Linked DNA regions of Mus musculus: regions 1 and 2 are each linked to region 3. A link is a contact called in public Hi-C data. All regions are on one chromosome and are shown on one strand. Each heading gives the region's core, a stretch centred on a gene start, on an enhancer-like site or on the middle of the called end of the contact. The rest is flanking DNA. Distances are from core to core; before and after follow the strand shown. Region 1 overlaps Rad51b (RAD51 paralog B). Region 2 overlaps Rad51b (RAD51 paralog B). Region 3 overlaps Rad51b (RAD51 paralog B).

Evidence for each region. A called contact is a pair of places that touch in the nucleus more often than the background predicts.
Region 1: a contact with region 3 is called in a Hi-C map of liver, with 2.4 times the contacts expected there. The contact joins two enhancer-like sites. A contact is called at or near these places in 2 of 15 datasets of contacts at CTCF or cohesin (CD8 T cells and large pre-B cells), 16 of 484 Hi-C or Micro-C datasets (3T3-L1-derived adipocytes, the C10 cell line, DN3 thymocytes and 10 more) and 4 of 115 datasets of contacts at active chromatin or transcription factors (CD8 T cells, a beta-TC-6 cell line, fibro-adipogenic progenitors and 1 more).
Region 2: a Hi-C map of uterus shows a contact between it and region 3, with 5 times the contacts expected there. The contact joins two enhancer-like sites. A contact is called at or near these places in 1 of 39 promoter capture datasets (the 3T3-L1 cell line), 4 of 15 datasets of contacts at CTCF or cohesin (the NIH/3T3 cell line, large pre-B cells and pro-B cells), 42 of 484 Hi-C or Micro-C datasets (the 3T3-L1 cell line, the AML12 cell line, the C2C12 cell line and 22 more) and 8 of 115 datasets of contacts at active chromatin or transcription factors (the NIH/3T3 cell line, differentiating embryonic stem cells, embryonic fibroblasts and 5 more).

What each region holds. Positions count from the first base shown.
Region 1 is chr12:79,557,341-79,562,279 of GRCm38.p6, forward strand. All of the region lies in intron 7 of Rad51b (RAD51 paralog B), which reads left to right. Among named protein-coding and RNA genes, the nearest start is that of Gm36048, 240 kb to the right of the region's middle. Within about 2 kb of position 2,256, at least 49 of the 459 cell types and tissues checked have an H3K27ac peak or open chromatin away from gene starts, as enhancers often do. A contact at or near this core is called in liver, where this site is marked.
Region 2 is chr12:79,502,333-79,506,737 of GRCm38.p6, forward strand. The region is part of intron 7 of Rad51b (RAD51 paralog B); the gene reads left to right. Among named protein-coding and RNA genes, the nearest start is that of Rad51b, 210 kb to the left of the region's middle. Within about 2 kb of position 1,724, at least 138 of the 459 cell types and tissues checked have an H3K27ac peak or open chromatin away from gene starts, as enhancers often do. A contact at or near this core is called in hepatocytes, liver and uterus, where this site is marked.
Region 3 is chr12:79,354,018-79,358,896 of GRCm38.p6, forward strand. All of the region lies in intron 7 of Rad51b (RAD51 paralog B), which reads left to right. Among named protein-coding and RNA genes, the nearest start is that of Rad51b, 59 kb to the left of the region's middle. Within about 2 kb of position 2,289, at least 34 of the 459 cell types and tissues checked have an H3K27ac peak or open chromatin away from gene starts, as enhancers often do. A contact at or near this core is called in hepatocytes, liver and uterus, where this site is marked.

The DNA.
Region 1 (4,939 bases), core at 1,006-3,505, 200 kb after region 3:
ACCTGCTGTAGTGTCAAAGTATATATGAACTAGGCCTAAAATTAAGTATCTGTGTTGGATCCTGGTTTTAGAGAGGCCATAGATCTGCTTTATGGAAACTCGAGCTTCTATGTAGAGACATTTGAAGCCACTACAAATTCAAACTGTTTAATGGGCAATCCAATAAAAGGTATTTCACCCCTGTGATAAGAAAGTAAGTACTAAGTGATATTTCTTTATCACCCAGAAAGAGAAAAGCCAGGCTCTGCCTTCAGTGTTCATCCCATAAGGACATAGGAAAGATACTAACTAGAGAACACTCTCTAAGGAAGGAATGATGGAAGTCCCTTTCATCTTGTTATCTGTGGTGTCTTTTGAAAGCCTAAGTCATATTCAGAAGTAATTTCTCAAACTCAGAGAACACTTAGATCGCTTTGGTCTTTGCCTGTAAATCAGTGGTTGATACTTTTGTGTGTGTGTTCTCCTTTAGAGTTTTGCCCTCACTAGAGGGCAGAGAAAGAGTTGATTTCATTAATCACCAAGAGCTGTTTACCACTATAATCTAGAGGGCACTTGCTCATGGCAGGGAATAAAATTACCTTGGTTGTGTAATCGTGGTTCACTGAGACTGGCCCCAAGTGTTTGGGAATTATTCAAGAGCTGTCTGAAACTAATCACTTAGCTAGTTTTCTCAGTGTTCTCTTTAAATTCACCTGTACACCTTCCAGTCGCATTGACAGAAGTGGAGGTTCCAGAAATTGCAACATTACTGACTTCCAGCCATGTGACATAGGATTTCAGACACCCAGTTAAATTTTAAGCCAGACATTTCTCTTCAATTCGGGTCACCTACAGGCCAGACAAGCCAAGGTCATATGTTGAATGAATGTATGAGTTCTGCTGGTTCCCGAAACTCTCCCGTTGTTCATAGCTTGAAATACTATGCCATGGTTAATCATAAGTGTCAGCTGCTGTGTCCTTTTATTTATTAACCTTAACCAGGAGGACCCAGCAAGAATCAGTGCTCACGTGGAGCCTTTCATGGTATCTTTTTGGACACTTCTTCCTCTGTCATTGTCTCTGAAAGTAACATTTTCTGTGCTGTAATTGAGTGACCAATCTGTAAGGCTATGTCTCTCTCCCTGATCTCTGTTTTATAGATATATAGTTTTGTAAGAATTAAAAATAAAAGATTTGTCTTTGATCAAAGAGGCTATAATCAGAAGTTTAGATCGGAACATTTTGTGAATGAATATCAGAGGAGAGCTTTTACTCAGATAACTTAGGGGCAGCTTATATTTTCACATTTATATATTTTCAGCTTCATAACAAAAATCATGTTCAGTTCCTTTTTTTTAGTCACTCAGAATTTTTCTAAACTTTAAGGTTACCTTTTTATTGTTGTTATTATTATTATTACTATTTTGGTTTTGGGTTTTTGAAACAGGGTTTCTTTGTGTAGCCCTAGCTTTCCTGGAACTAGCTTTGTAGACCAGGCTGGCCTTGAACTCACTGTGACCTTCCTGCTTCTGCCTTTCTCATGCTGGGATTACAGGCTTGTGTTCCCACTGCCTGGCTTGGGGTTAACTCTGTTGTGGTTTTCATTCATGTGGGCTTTCACTCAGTAATCTCAGTTCCATCCACACAGGCTCCATTGGGTCACCTGAACATGACGTGCTTCTGCCTGTCTTGCCTGGTTATATAATGCTGTTCCCTCAGCCTTCCGTTCTTCCCTCATCTCCTTCAGGACAGCATTCCTGCGCTTCTTCCATTCTTACATTTCCCTTGGCCTTGCACTTGGGTGTCAGTGCTGTTCTGTGCACTGCTTTATTTGACCTATTCAGGAAGTACTCCATACTACCTTATATTTTAATCTGTTTTTGTTGTTGTTGTTGTTCCAGTTTCCTCAGCAACAAGGGGCATCCATACAGAGGACCAAGGCCATATTTTCTAAGCAGCATCCAAATGGTTTGCTTGGCGCAAAACTGCATATTTCTCTTGTTTCTTCATCAATAGATGAGAAACATTCGTATTTGGTTTCTCAGAAGTGCTCTGAGGAAAAGCTAAGAGACTGACAGTGAACTTGGAATTCTCTTAAAAGTAGTTACTATTTCTTTCAGAAGTATTACCACAAGTGTTCAGTGACGGCTGTATGACACAGCAACCTGACTTTTCTACAATATCTAAAAGTTAAAATGGACAATCAACCACAGTAAAAGGTGATATGCTTACCCTTTGCCTGCAGTCTGTTTAACCAAGCCAAGATGAAGCAAGAGTGCTGGGAAATGAGCTGTTCTGAGTAACGTATTTGTTTAGGCTGCTTCTTAACCTCTGCTTCCTCTCCATGGTATCTACCTTTTTCAATGCTCTTTTTGTGTAGGATGGCATGTTAGCTGTTAGAATAATAGAGATCATACCCACCGCGCCAGCACTAGTCTGTCCCAGTCTGATCACACTCACTTGACTGCTTACCAGCAGGAGCTCAAGGGTAAGTAGCAATGGGGCATTAAACAAACAAGCCAGCTAAGAGGGCTGTCTAGGCCCAAGGACCAGAGTTTCTGGATTTGTTTAAAGAATTAAGCTCATGCATTGCACTTTCTCCCTTTGCAGCACAGATAGAAATCTTTGCTGGGGGAACATTTCAGGATCCCAGCTGTGAGTATAACTTACAATGGAAAATGTTTTTCAGTTTGGAAAGAGGCACTTACACTTCTGTAATGGAAGACAAAGATAACAAGGGAGAAAATATGTTCAGGATTGTCATGGCTTGATGAAGAGAGCAGTCTAATGTTATTGTTAGTCCTTGAAATTAGGGCATCTCTGTTTGCATCTTCCTGTTAGATTGGTTAAGAAGTATACAGTATCCACCGTGTTGAGGACTGTTCAGCATTATGGACATTACAGTAATAGGAGAAGACATGGTTACTGCCCTTGAGGGAGTGAACATTGAATAGGTGACTGATATAGATTAGGATCAGCAACAGAATGATGTAAGTCAGGTGTAATCAAAGAGCCCCAGACAAACTACAGACCAGAAAGTAAGGAATAGATTACCATGGTCTCTGCAGTTACGTCGTAGCTTTAAGTTTCTTGGATATCCTCCACATATCATATCTTTTCTCTTAAGCAAGACTGTATGTGCCCTTTACCAAGGAAAGTGTTTACAATCGCAAACTTATGACTTTGAGTCTCTTGCAAAACTGTAAGAAGCGAGCGAATGGGAGCCAACAGTGTGACAAAGAGGATTGTGGTGCACCAGTGCTTCATAGCAAAGGAGGCACAATGCTTGGTCGTGAGACTGTAATAGAGACGATGCCCTTTTTCAGCTTTGTAAAATGTGACTTTTGGTTATAACTTCAAAGGAAAAAGGACTATTCTAACTTGATTACTTTCCTTAATTTAAAAAATATAGAACACTTCATTTCCCTCTCAGTCTCAGTATGTTTTCATTTTAATTTGCCCCACTTATTAGTTTATTCAGCACATAATTATTTTTGGCAGGCTTATATCCCATGTGCCCTGTGGGTATAAGGTTGGGGTCCTGGACAAAGCTGGAACAACTAAAGGGTAAAGCGAGAGCCTACAATTTTAACTTGTTAAGATTGTGTGTGTGTGCGTGTGTGTGTGTGTGTGTGTGTGTGTGTGTGTGTGTGTATGTGTGTGTGTTTTCTGTAGTTAATTTTGAAGAAACCTCTAATTTTAGCTAGAGTTACCGTGTCCTCATCATTACTGGTTTGTTCCTTTGCCCACTCATTCATTTTTCAAATTAATGATTGATGGAAATCTAGCCATGCATGAGTCATCAGAGGGATCCCTTCTCATTCAGCTCTGATGAAATCATCAGGTTTCTTCACATGCCTCCCTCCAGGATGTGCTGACTCTATTTTCAACACCTTCTAACTGGCCTCCCAATTCCTGCTTATTTGCTTCCCTCTTAGAGTAAGTTTCAAACCTGGTCACTGTGAGCCACGATAAAAACTGCGTTTGGATGTGCACTGCTGCTGATCATGAGTTACCGTATACTTATAAGACTAAGACAAAGCATTCTCAAAATCATAGATGCCTTTGCTCTGTATAATTCATTGTGGTATTGTTTTGGATTCTTTCTTTCTTTCTTTCTTTCTTTCTTTCTTTCTTTCTTTCTTTCTTTCTTTCTTTCTTTCTCATGCTTGGCATGGTCATCCAAGTTCATTTCATGAACCACTATGGCTTGGAGTGTAGTGTTTGGTCCTTTTCTTTCTTTTTTATTTTTTAATGATATATTTTCTTTATTTACATTTCAAATGCTATCCTGAAAGTTCCCTATACCCTCCCCCTGCCCTGCTCCCCTACCCACCCACTACCACTTCTTGGCCCTAACGTTCCCCTGTACTGGGGCATATAAAGTTTGCAATACCAAGGGGCCGCTCTTCCCAATGATGGCCGACTAGGCCATCTTCTGCTACATATGCAGCTAGAGACACAAGCTCTGGGGTACTGGTTAGTTCATATTGTTGTTCCACCTATAGGGTTGCAGACCCCTTCAGCTCCTTGAGTGTTATTCGACGCGTTCTCACGACCGGCCAGGAAGAACACAACAACCAGAATCTTCTACGGCAAAGCTTTATTGCTTACATCTTATGGGGCCAGAGTGTAAGAAGCAAGAGAGAGAGAAAACGAAACCCCTTTCCTCTTTAAAGAGAACAACAATTGCCTAGGACGCATCACTCCCTGATTGGCTGCAGCCCATGGCCGAGCTGACGTTCACGGGAAAAACAGAGTACAAGTAGTCGTAAATACCCTTGGCTCATGCGCAGATTATTTGTTTACCAACTTAGAACACAGGATGTCAGCGCCATCTTGTGACGGCGAATGTGGGGGCGGCTTCCCACAGTTCCCCCTTTTCTATTAATAAGAGCAAATAGGCCACCCATATTAATGAGAGTGGAGATAGAGGTCAAATCCCCAGTGTGTAGGTAAA
Region 2 (4,405 bases), core at 474-2,973, 150 kb after region 3:
ATTATGACGAGTATTTAGAAGCAAGTACAGACAGTGAGGCGGAGTGAAGGAGGTAAACCTTAACAGTTGTCTAGATCCAGGACTTTTCCTGGAAGAACTCAGGTGGTTTGGGCTTTCTCTCCAGGAAGAAGACTTTTGGTCTTATTTACTTTTACATCAGAAAATAAAAGGGCTCAAGCATTTGATATAATCCAAAAGGAAGAAAAGTCAGATGTGTTCGCAAGAAGACACTGATTTTTGTCTTCTATGCAAAGCTCAGTCTTGCCTGCCATGTTCTGGTGAACTCTGTGTGGCCCTGCACAGAGCAAAGTTTATTTCTTGTTTGTGTTCCCATATATCTTTTGCTTTGTCTGGAGTACTTTGGCTTTCTATAGTGGGTTTCTGGCCTCCAGCTTTCTCATCATAAAGTAGGATTATCATCATAATATTTATGAATCATACGGCTCTGGAAAGATCTGTCCTTAATCAAAATAATTATTAAATGTCTCATAAACTTGTAGGCCAAAGAAAACATTTAACTTTTTTATTAAATTTGTGCAAATCATTCAGTGAGTTCAGGTTTTCATTCTCGCCCCCCCCTCCCCCAATTTTAAAATAAAGTAGTCGTAGGCTTGTCAAGAATGGTAAGAACTGGATCCTGACAGGAATGGTAGAAACAGAAACAAGCACAGCCTTTCTGGAGAGCCAGTTGGCAGGACAACAGACAGTTCTCTAAAATATGCAGATTTACATCTTCGCCCCCAAATATAAAACTGAATCAGCGTTCAAAGGCATGTGTTCAGAGACATTCATCATCATGTTGCTCATGATGATAACAGGCGGCTCACAGCTCAGTCGTTTAATATAGGGACAGTTCAGTTATATGTTCATTGTCAAACTGTGTGTAGCTATTAATGTAATGATGGCATTAATAGGAATTAATGGCTTTGGAAAGAAGTTCAGAGTGTTCTAGCATTTATAGTGTCCCATGCTGCTTCTCTTTGAGCATCGGCGGTCAAGAGCGGTAATTGTGATCACTTGTACTAACCTTGACATTCGTAGCATGTTACTGTTGAGTGCTGAAGTGTCCTGGGTAGTATGCTGAGCTCCGCTCAAACATTATCTCAGTGAACTTTCAGCCTAGCCCTACTAGCAGGCACAACTTGGATTATTATTTTGTAGATGAGAAAGCCCACTCTTAGAGGAACATAACTATGTAAGGCCTTATACTGAATGATAACAGGGGCAGCATTCATACCCAAACATTTATCTCTAGAATCGATATTCTCAAAGTTTACAGAGAAGCACTCCAGCGTCTTTATATCCTAGTAGAATGTCATGAGAGGCATGTTGTGGAAAACTCTTTCATATGCTTTCCTGTAACTGTACCTTTATCTGTGAGTACTTGGTTCCCATAAGTGGCAGGGAAGAGGTGGGTTAATATTTAATAAAAACACAGGTCAGCAAATAATAGCTCATGGGCCAAAGCCAGTCTGATGGTGGACTTTGTAAGTCCTGTTTTATCTCAGCAGCACTGTGCTTCATTATTATATATTGTCACTTGCTGTCTCTGTGCCTTATTGACAGGAATGACTAGTTTCAATAAAGATTGTGTGGTATAGAGGCTAAAATTAATAGTATCAGGTTCTTTACAGAAAAAAAATTGCCCATGCCTGCTGTAATACACTAGAAGTCTGGAAGGATATTGATCCTGTCTCAGTGATTGCTTTTCTGTTTAGAGTTCATGTTCTTCAGTAGGTACAGGCCACCAGTGTCCAGGTAGTTGGTGAGGGTTTACTGAGAACATGAACCAATAGCTTATTTCAGGACTTCTGAGCCCCTCTGTGCGTGGCTGGCTGGCATTCCCTAACTGGGCCATCTGTGTTGCCCTGACACTCAGACTGTTGCTGCTTCTCTGAGATGGAATGTGTATTCACAAATGAGGGCTCCATTAGTCATGGTGAATTTCCTGGGCCCTGGAGACATGGCCATGACATCACCAAGAGCCAATCAGAAAGGGGCCTCTATAGTCCAGCCTTCAATCCTCTTTGGAAGACTATAGACTAAGTGTTCTGTTCCTAGCCCTCAGGGTGTGATTTGAAACTGCCTTCCTCATCCAGCCATATTCTGGGCACAAAAGTCTAGCTTCTAGACCCAAGAGGCAAGGGCAAGCTTGATAATCTGCAGAGCTGGAGGCAGATTGCTGTTGAACATTTTTTTCCATGGCTTGGGTTTTTTCTTCCCAGAGTTTTCCACTCCAAATGACGTTGTTGCTTTCTGTGGCAAAGGATGGGTGGTGAAGGATGAAATCTGCATTAGATAAAAGATGGCTGGCAGTTAACATTTCTGGATAAGTATAGGTTGGTAGCATGACAAAAATCAGAAGTGTAGTTTGCTGGTTTGTTACATTGCTTCTCTGTATACTTTAACAGCTTTTAACAGCAACTGCTTTTAGCAAAATTAGTGTGTCTTAAAAACAGGCTCATTACCCACAGATCTTAGGATCTTCCTAATGAGGGTTAGCACCTCATTAAATCTTTTATCATCAAGAAGAAAAGACCCACTACCCCCCACTTCTCTTTTGGGGGGGGATTTAAATATTTTAGACTTACAAGCCTCTTTCTTCTCTTCCTTTTCTTTCATTCTTTTTCTTCTCTCTTCCTGTTCCCATCCCAATTTACGAGAATCATTTGTAGAATTCAGTTTTAGAGGTAACTTTCCTAATCTGTGTTCAAAAGCATCTGTTCAAATATGTATTTCTAATTGGCTCTGTCTCTTGTTACTAAACTATAATAGTTAAAACACCTTTAAATTTTATTCAAGGCTCACACTTGTAATCCTAGCACTTCAAGCGGTGAGGCAGGAGAATCTCAAAGTCAAGGTCAGCCTGAGCAAGAACTTGTCTCAAAAAAAAAAATCCATTGATCCTGGAAATTGAGACTTAGAACCTAAGCCAGGTGTGGTGCCTGTAATACTCAAGAGCCTTAAGTAGTCCAGAGAAGTAACAAAGGTCCAGTGGCAGCCTGAGCTGTAGCGGGAGATCTTGCCTTTAAACCAAACCAAACCAAACACAACCAATCCCCAAAACAACCCTAGGAAACAAAACCAGAAAAAAAAATCTTGAAGTGGACTCATGCAAATAGAGTTTTATAGCTTAATGCAGTTTATGAACCCCAAAATTGTACCTTCTCCCTTCATAAGGAATATATCTAATACCTTTTCATATTTTTCATAAAAATCAAAGAGAAATTGGCAGAGTAGCCTTCATTATTAGTTTACCTACATTTACTAAACATTGCCTCTGTTGTGTTAAATTTTTCCCTTGTTCCTGCATGATGACTATAGTAATAATTATATAATTTAGAGGAGTTTTATTTTTGAAGCATCTTGAAAACACAGGCATTTATCCTTATTTTTTGAAACTATACATACTAGTAACTAAGAGATGCATCCTCTAGAATCATGTAATATACTACAAAAGAGGCACTTAAAAAAATGCACTGTAGAGTTCTTCTCTTAAAAATCTCTATGTCCAGGCCTAGAGAGATGGCTCAATGGCTTAGTGCACTGGCTGCTCTTCTAGAGTATCAGTGTTTGATTTCCAGAACCACATGGTGGCTCACAACCAACTGTAACTCCAGGTCCAGGGCATCTGACACTTCCTTCTAGCCTATATGGGCTTCAGGTAGTCACGTGGCACATATACATACACACAGGCAAAATGCTCTTACATATAAATTAAAAATTAGAAATCAAAAACCTATAAAGCATGACTCATTAAATTTTCAAGTGCCTGAAATATATTCTGATTTTAGTTTTTAGGTGAGGAAACTGAAGTACAGAAAGCTTGAACCTTCTATGAGATGTCATTCGCAGAAGTATATTCTGAAATGAAAAACCTCATTGTTTCATCAAAGCCCTTAAGAGAACAGCCCTTTGTGTAATTCCCTGCTTCTATTCCTGTTTTCTGTTGATACCTTAAAGCTTTGCCTATGAACAAAATGCTCATTTTCATATTCTTCTGATTGGGACAAACCATCAGGTTAATGTAGCTTAGGCAGAGCTGGGGCAAGTCTGATGTACAGTGGCTGTTCTGTGTGGTGGCCGTGCTCTGTGTGGTGGCCATGCTCTGTGAGCTCTCCCACGGCCTTATTCCTAACAGGCTTTACAGTCTCCTCACCCACCCACCAGTTCTCCCACCTGAACTAATATTTGGCACCTCTTTACTCAGATGGTTGTCATGACTACCGATGGCTTGATGTTGATAGTGTCCTTCAAGGCTTTTTGGGAGAGAGGTCTTGCAGAAGTGCCGAGTCAGCACTGGCCCCTGAGTGATCACCAGAAGCTTGCCAATCAGGCTAACCACACCCCTGACTTCAGCAAGGCGAAGCCTTAGGAGAAGTTCTACTGCTGCCTTGAGAGACCA
Region 3 (4,879 bases), core at 1,039-3,538:
TGTGTATTCTTTTGCATTTATCAAATGTTTTATTTTTATTTTTTAAAGTCATGGTGTTTTGCTGGTTAAATATATTCCAACTTGAATCGTTTTAGAACTTTTGCTTATGTTAAGTTGCAGGAGAAAGCACTGGAGATGCTGGCTTAGCCAAACTATCATCTCTTACATTCCCACTTTATTCAGCCATTCACTTTTTTACTGTAACTTTCTTGAAGCCAAGTTACAGTCAAATGAAGGAAACATGTTAATAAAACCGTAAGTGTGAGGAGTGGAAAGAGATAGATTAAGAAAGAGAGAGTTGTCATCTGGGAAACACAACACCAGTGAGGTAGAGACCTTTCCCACGGTCTGTGTCCCGTGTCTGCCCCAGGTTTCCATTACTCCACTCAGACCCATTGTCCAGGTCAAAAGCGTTCTAGCTGGTCTGGCCCCCGACATTTAAGTATTCATTACCTCAGTCAGTGCATGCATATCTGTATTTAATGATGTTTGTGCTTGCTTACTTAGGGCTTTTAAACTCTTTGCCGTTTTAGAATTCAGGGTCATCAGTGTGTGTATGTGGGATAAACCCCCAACCAAACAGAAAACTATGATTTCCCCTTTCATCTGTGTCCCATGTTATACCAATGTTCCCTGAAAATAGCAACAGTTTTCTGGGAAAGGTCCCGACTGAGGCTGTTCTCACCCTTTACCCCGGCTCTCCAATTCATGTTTCCATCTTCCAGTGTGGTCATGTGCTTGCCCAAGCCTGGCTTGTGAACCGTGGAGGATATTCGTGGGGTTTTGTTTTTTAAGCCATACACTGTGCACATGATGCAGTATTTAATTTGGAACGAGCTCCAAGTTGAGTCACACGTGCTTCTTGTGGTGTTTATCTTGGAGTCCACATGTAGGAGGAAAGTATTTTTGCATTTTATACATCTGGACACTGTTCATGGTCTTTCTGTGACTTGGGAATTGTGTGTGGGGCAAAATCCAAGGAATAGTATTAAAATAACACGGAGTTATAATGAGGTCCGAGTGCAGCCCCTCAGGAGTACCCTTCTGATCCCCGCAGAGTTTGACTTTGGACGTGGTGAACTTTTTCAGCTGTGTGGTTCACTGGTGGCCTGAGTAGATTGGTGGACTATAAATTACCCGACACCCTCCCATGCAGTCCGTGTGCTGCTAGACATGAAGTCTAAACGTCTTTGGCAAATTTGGTTCTTTAAGGGGAGTGTTTTGACTTGATTTTGTATGGGGCAAGATAGGCAAACTGAGTTCTGCTCACGGCTGCCCTGCCTGCTAATCCACTGCACCTTATGAGACTTTTTAGGGTCTCTCATTGATCTTCTGCTCCTCCCTCAGTTCATGCATCCAGAACTACAGTGACCCCGAGACCATCTCAGGCTGTGTGTGAGGGTTGAGGGCGATGGAGGTGATGGTGGTGTCCGTCGTGTCTGCTGACTTTATCCTTTTTATGATCTCACACAGGAGGTTGTCATTTAAAACAGGGTAAATGTGATGTGGTTGCTCCAGTGCCAGGTTTTGGGTAGGGGTCTGCTAGAATAGGGCAGGTGAGAAGAGCGTATAGAATGTTGCTGCTCTGAGTGAGATTGCATACGGACAGTGGATAGGGTTGCTTCTTTGTCCCTCAGCCTGGTTTCCTTTAGTATCTGCATGAATTCTGTAATGCAGATGCAAGCTGGGAAGGCAGAGTAAAGCTTCAAATGGACTGGCCCTTGAATGAAAGAGGGCAATGTGTTGTCCATCATTTGGGTGGAAAGCTGTTTGGATCTTTACTTTCTATATAAGGGCTGTTTGCTTTTCCCTTCTTTCAATGTATTAAAGAGAAGAAAAATCTAATAAAGTAATTGGACCTACTGGTTATAATTCATACAGAATTTTCAAGTGTGTTTAATAGTGGTCTCTCATACAACTTTAAAGAAATGAATAATTGGAGAGGAAGGGTCACAGTTGTGTTGTAGTTTGGGACCCAGCAGAGTCCGAGGAGGTTTGAGTGATTGGGTGAACTGCTCATCTGGGAGCTGTTTCTTTTGGCTGCCTTTTGTGCCTCTCCTTGGGGACAGCCCTCCTTTACTCTTATAATGTATTTTGCAACTTTCAGTGAGAAAATAGCCATCAAAAATGAACCGTTAGTAAATAAACACATTCTGGTTCTATGATGGGAATCACTAAGTAGTGGCTGGCTTAGTTTGAAGAGAAAAGTTCATGGTAGTAACTCCGAGAGGTGACACCAGGATCATGCTTGTTTGGCGTGTTAATGAGTCCAAGAGGAAATGGTGAAATCTGCTGATGACACCAAATTGTTTTGCTTGATCTTAACATGGGGTTTCTGGGAAGCTGCTTTGTAGTATTAGAAATAGTGGAAGGATTGGGCAATTTGGGGCAGACATGCTGAACTTGAAGTGACGGTTTATGTGAAGTAGTCAGAGTACACCAGTAAAGTTACAGAGCCTTGTCCTCTTGAGGAAACTGCTCTCTCCAGAATGTGAAGACTGGGACAAAGAACATTCTGTTTAGAAGCAACAGTGATGCAAAAATATGGCACCTGAGTATCCTTTTGAAGGTCAGCCGTAATATATATGAGTGGGTGTTATTTCCCTTCAAAACAACCATGGGATATTATATACTCACTTTATGTATGTTTGCTTTTTTTTGATGGGCAGGTCTAGCCCTTCATATAGCCTTTTAAGTATTTTCTGTGGTTTGTGGATTATTTTTGATTTTCGAATAGTCTGTCATTTAGAATCTGAGTAATAGACTTAAAATGTAAATGAGATGTGAAGTAGTACAGGGAATCGTTTGCCTCCAGGGCTGATTCTCAAGGAAACTACCATGAGATATCGAAAGGATGTTTGTGTAATAGTAGTAGAATAAGTTCTTCACTGATACAGCTCACAAATGTGACTCATCTATCTATGTACATTACAGAGGCATGTTAACATATCCATCCCGTTATAGGCTACTTATTCATGGGATTGAAACCATTGCATTATACATGTCAAGAGCACATTACCAATGAGCCCCAGCCCCAGGTCCACACACCACACCTCTTCCACAATCTCCTTTTCCATCTTCAAGCATTATTAGAAAAAGCCGGATGTTGTACACTACTTAGAGAGTCCCTTAGTACACTGGTGCCTAGAAACTACAAAGATTCTGGGAGTTGAAAACGTAAGAGAGACACTGTCACAGGCACTGAGGGCTGGCAGGCTGTAGGTATCCTTGCATTAGGAAAGGATTTGTGTGGTCGTAAACAACTCACACGAAACACACAAACAGGAGTCAAGGGGGCTGGAGAGGGGAGGAGAGTCATGGAACCTTTGTTTTAACTAAGCAAGGAGAAGATGGGGCTGGCTTCTTGGGCTCCCTCACCTCCGAGAGTTGGAATCCCTGGAGTGATTTTGGAAAACCACTGTAGAGAGTCAGGTGTTTAGAGGGCCAGAAAAGGACTTGTATACAGAACAGGAAGACTTCATTCCTTCCGTACTCTTCTGAGATTATTACAAAACAATTTAAAGTTTTGCATTTACCAATTGTATACTTTCTTTCAAAAGTCATAATAAGAGTCCTTCAAATGTTTTAATTTTGTGACACCTTTGTATTTTCACAGTTCTCTAAGTTTAAACACTTCAAATTGAAAAATCAGGAGAAGCTTTACCCAAAAGTAGAGGAATTCTTTTGTGAGTAATATTCTGACTGAATAGCCCAAGCCACCGCCCACCCCACACACCCCAATCTCCATGGATCTAAATGCAAGGCCTCAGACTGGTTCCGCCAGGTTCATTGGAGGCCACTTGTTAAAAACAAAGATTTCATATTGTAGGGCTGGTGATGTAGCTCAGTGATAGAGCTCTTGCCTAGCGTGCACTAGGTCAATGTTTGATCTCAGTATTGCAAAACCCGAAAGAAACAAAGAGACAAAACGACTTCTTGATTCTGACACACTGAATTAGAACCTTCAGGGTAGGGCCTAGGTATTTTAGTACATTCTCAGCACAAGAGAATAGTTTCTAAAAGTAGATGTAGACTATACTCCGACTCCTGACAAGGACACTGGAAAGGTGGAATGGTGCTAGAATGTGGGAAATGAATAAATAGCATCGTGTAGAGCTTGTTCTCTGAAGTTCTGGAGACCAGAGTGTGATTAGTGGGAATCCACTGACAGTAACACAAATATTGTGTGTAAAAATTTACTCTGAGTGTCTGGTCATTCACTAGCTCTGTGACTTGAACAAAATATTTAATAATTCCTCAGTAGCTTATTTTCTTTTTCTCTAATATAGAGATTTTTTGGATTTGATTCCTCAGCACTGCAAAGGCAAATCAATAACAATAGCAGCAGCAGCAGCAGCAACAACAAAGATCATTATTGCTGTTCCTTTAGCATACAAAGGAGCTATCTGGTCTCTACTGTGAATTTTTTTTTTTAATGGTCAGTTCTATTTAGTAAGGAGGGGGAAAGAAAAGCCTAAGAATATTATATAAATGTATATGCTGGGGGAAGAAGGGCTTCTTTCATTTCTTTGGAAGGAGATTTTCTTTTCTTTCTTGGATATTTTCTTTACTTACATTTCAAATGTTATCCCCTTTCCCGGTTCCCCTCCCCTCCCCCGCCCCCGGAAACCCCTTATCCCATCCTACCCCACCCCCCACCCCACTTCTATGAGGGTGTTCCTCCACCCGCCCACCCACCCACTCCCACCTCCCCACCTTCAGTTTCTCTACACTGGGGCATCTATCGAGCCTTCATAGGACCAAGGACCTCTCCTCCTATTGATGCATGACAAGGCCATCCTCTGCAACGTGTGCAGCTGGAGCCATGTGTACTCCTTGGTTGATGGCTTAGTCCCTGGGAGCTCTGGGGAAACTGGTT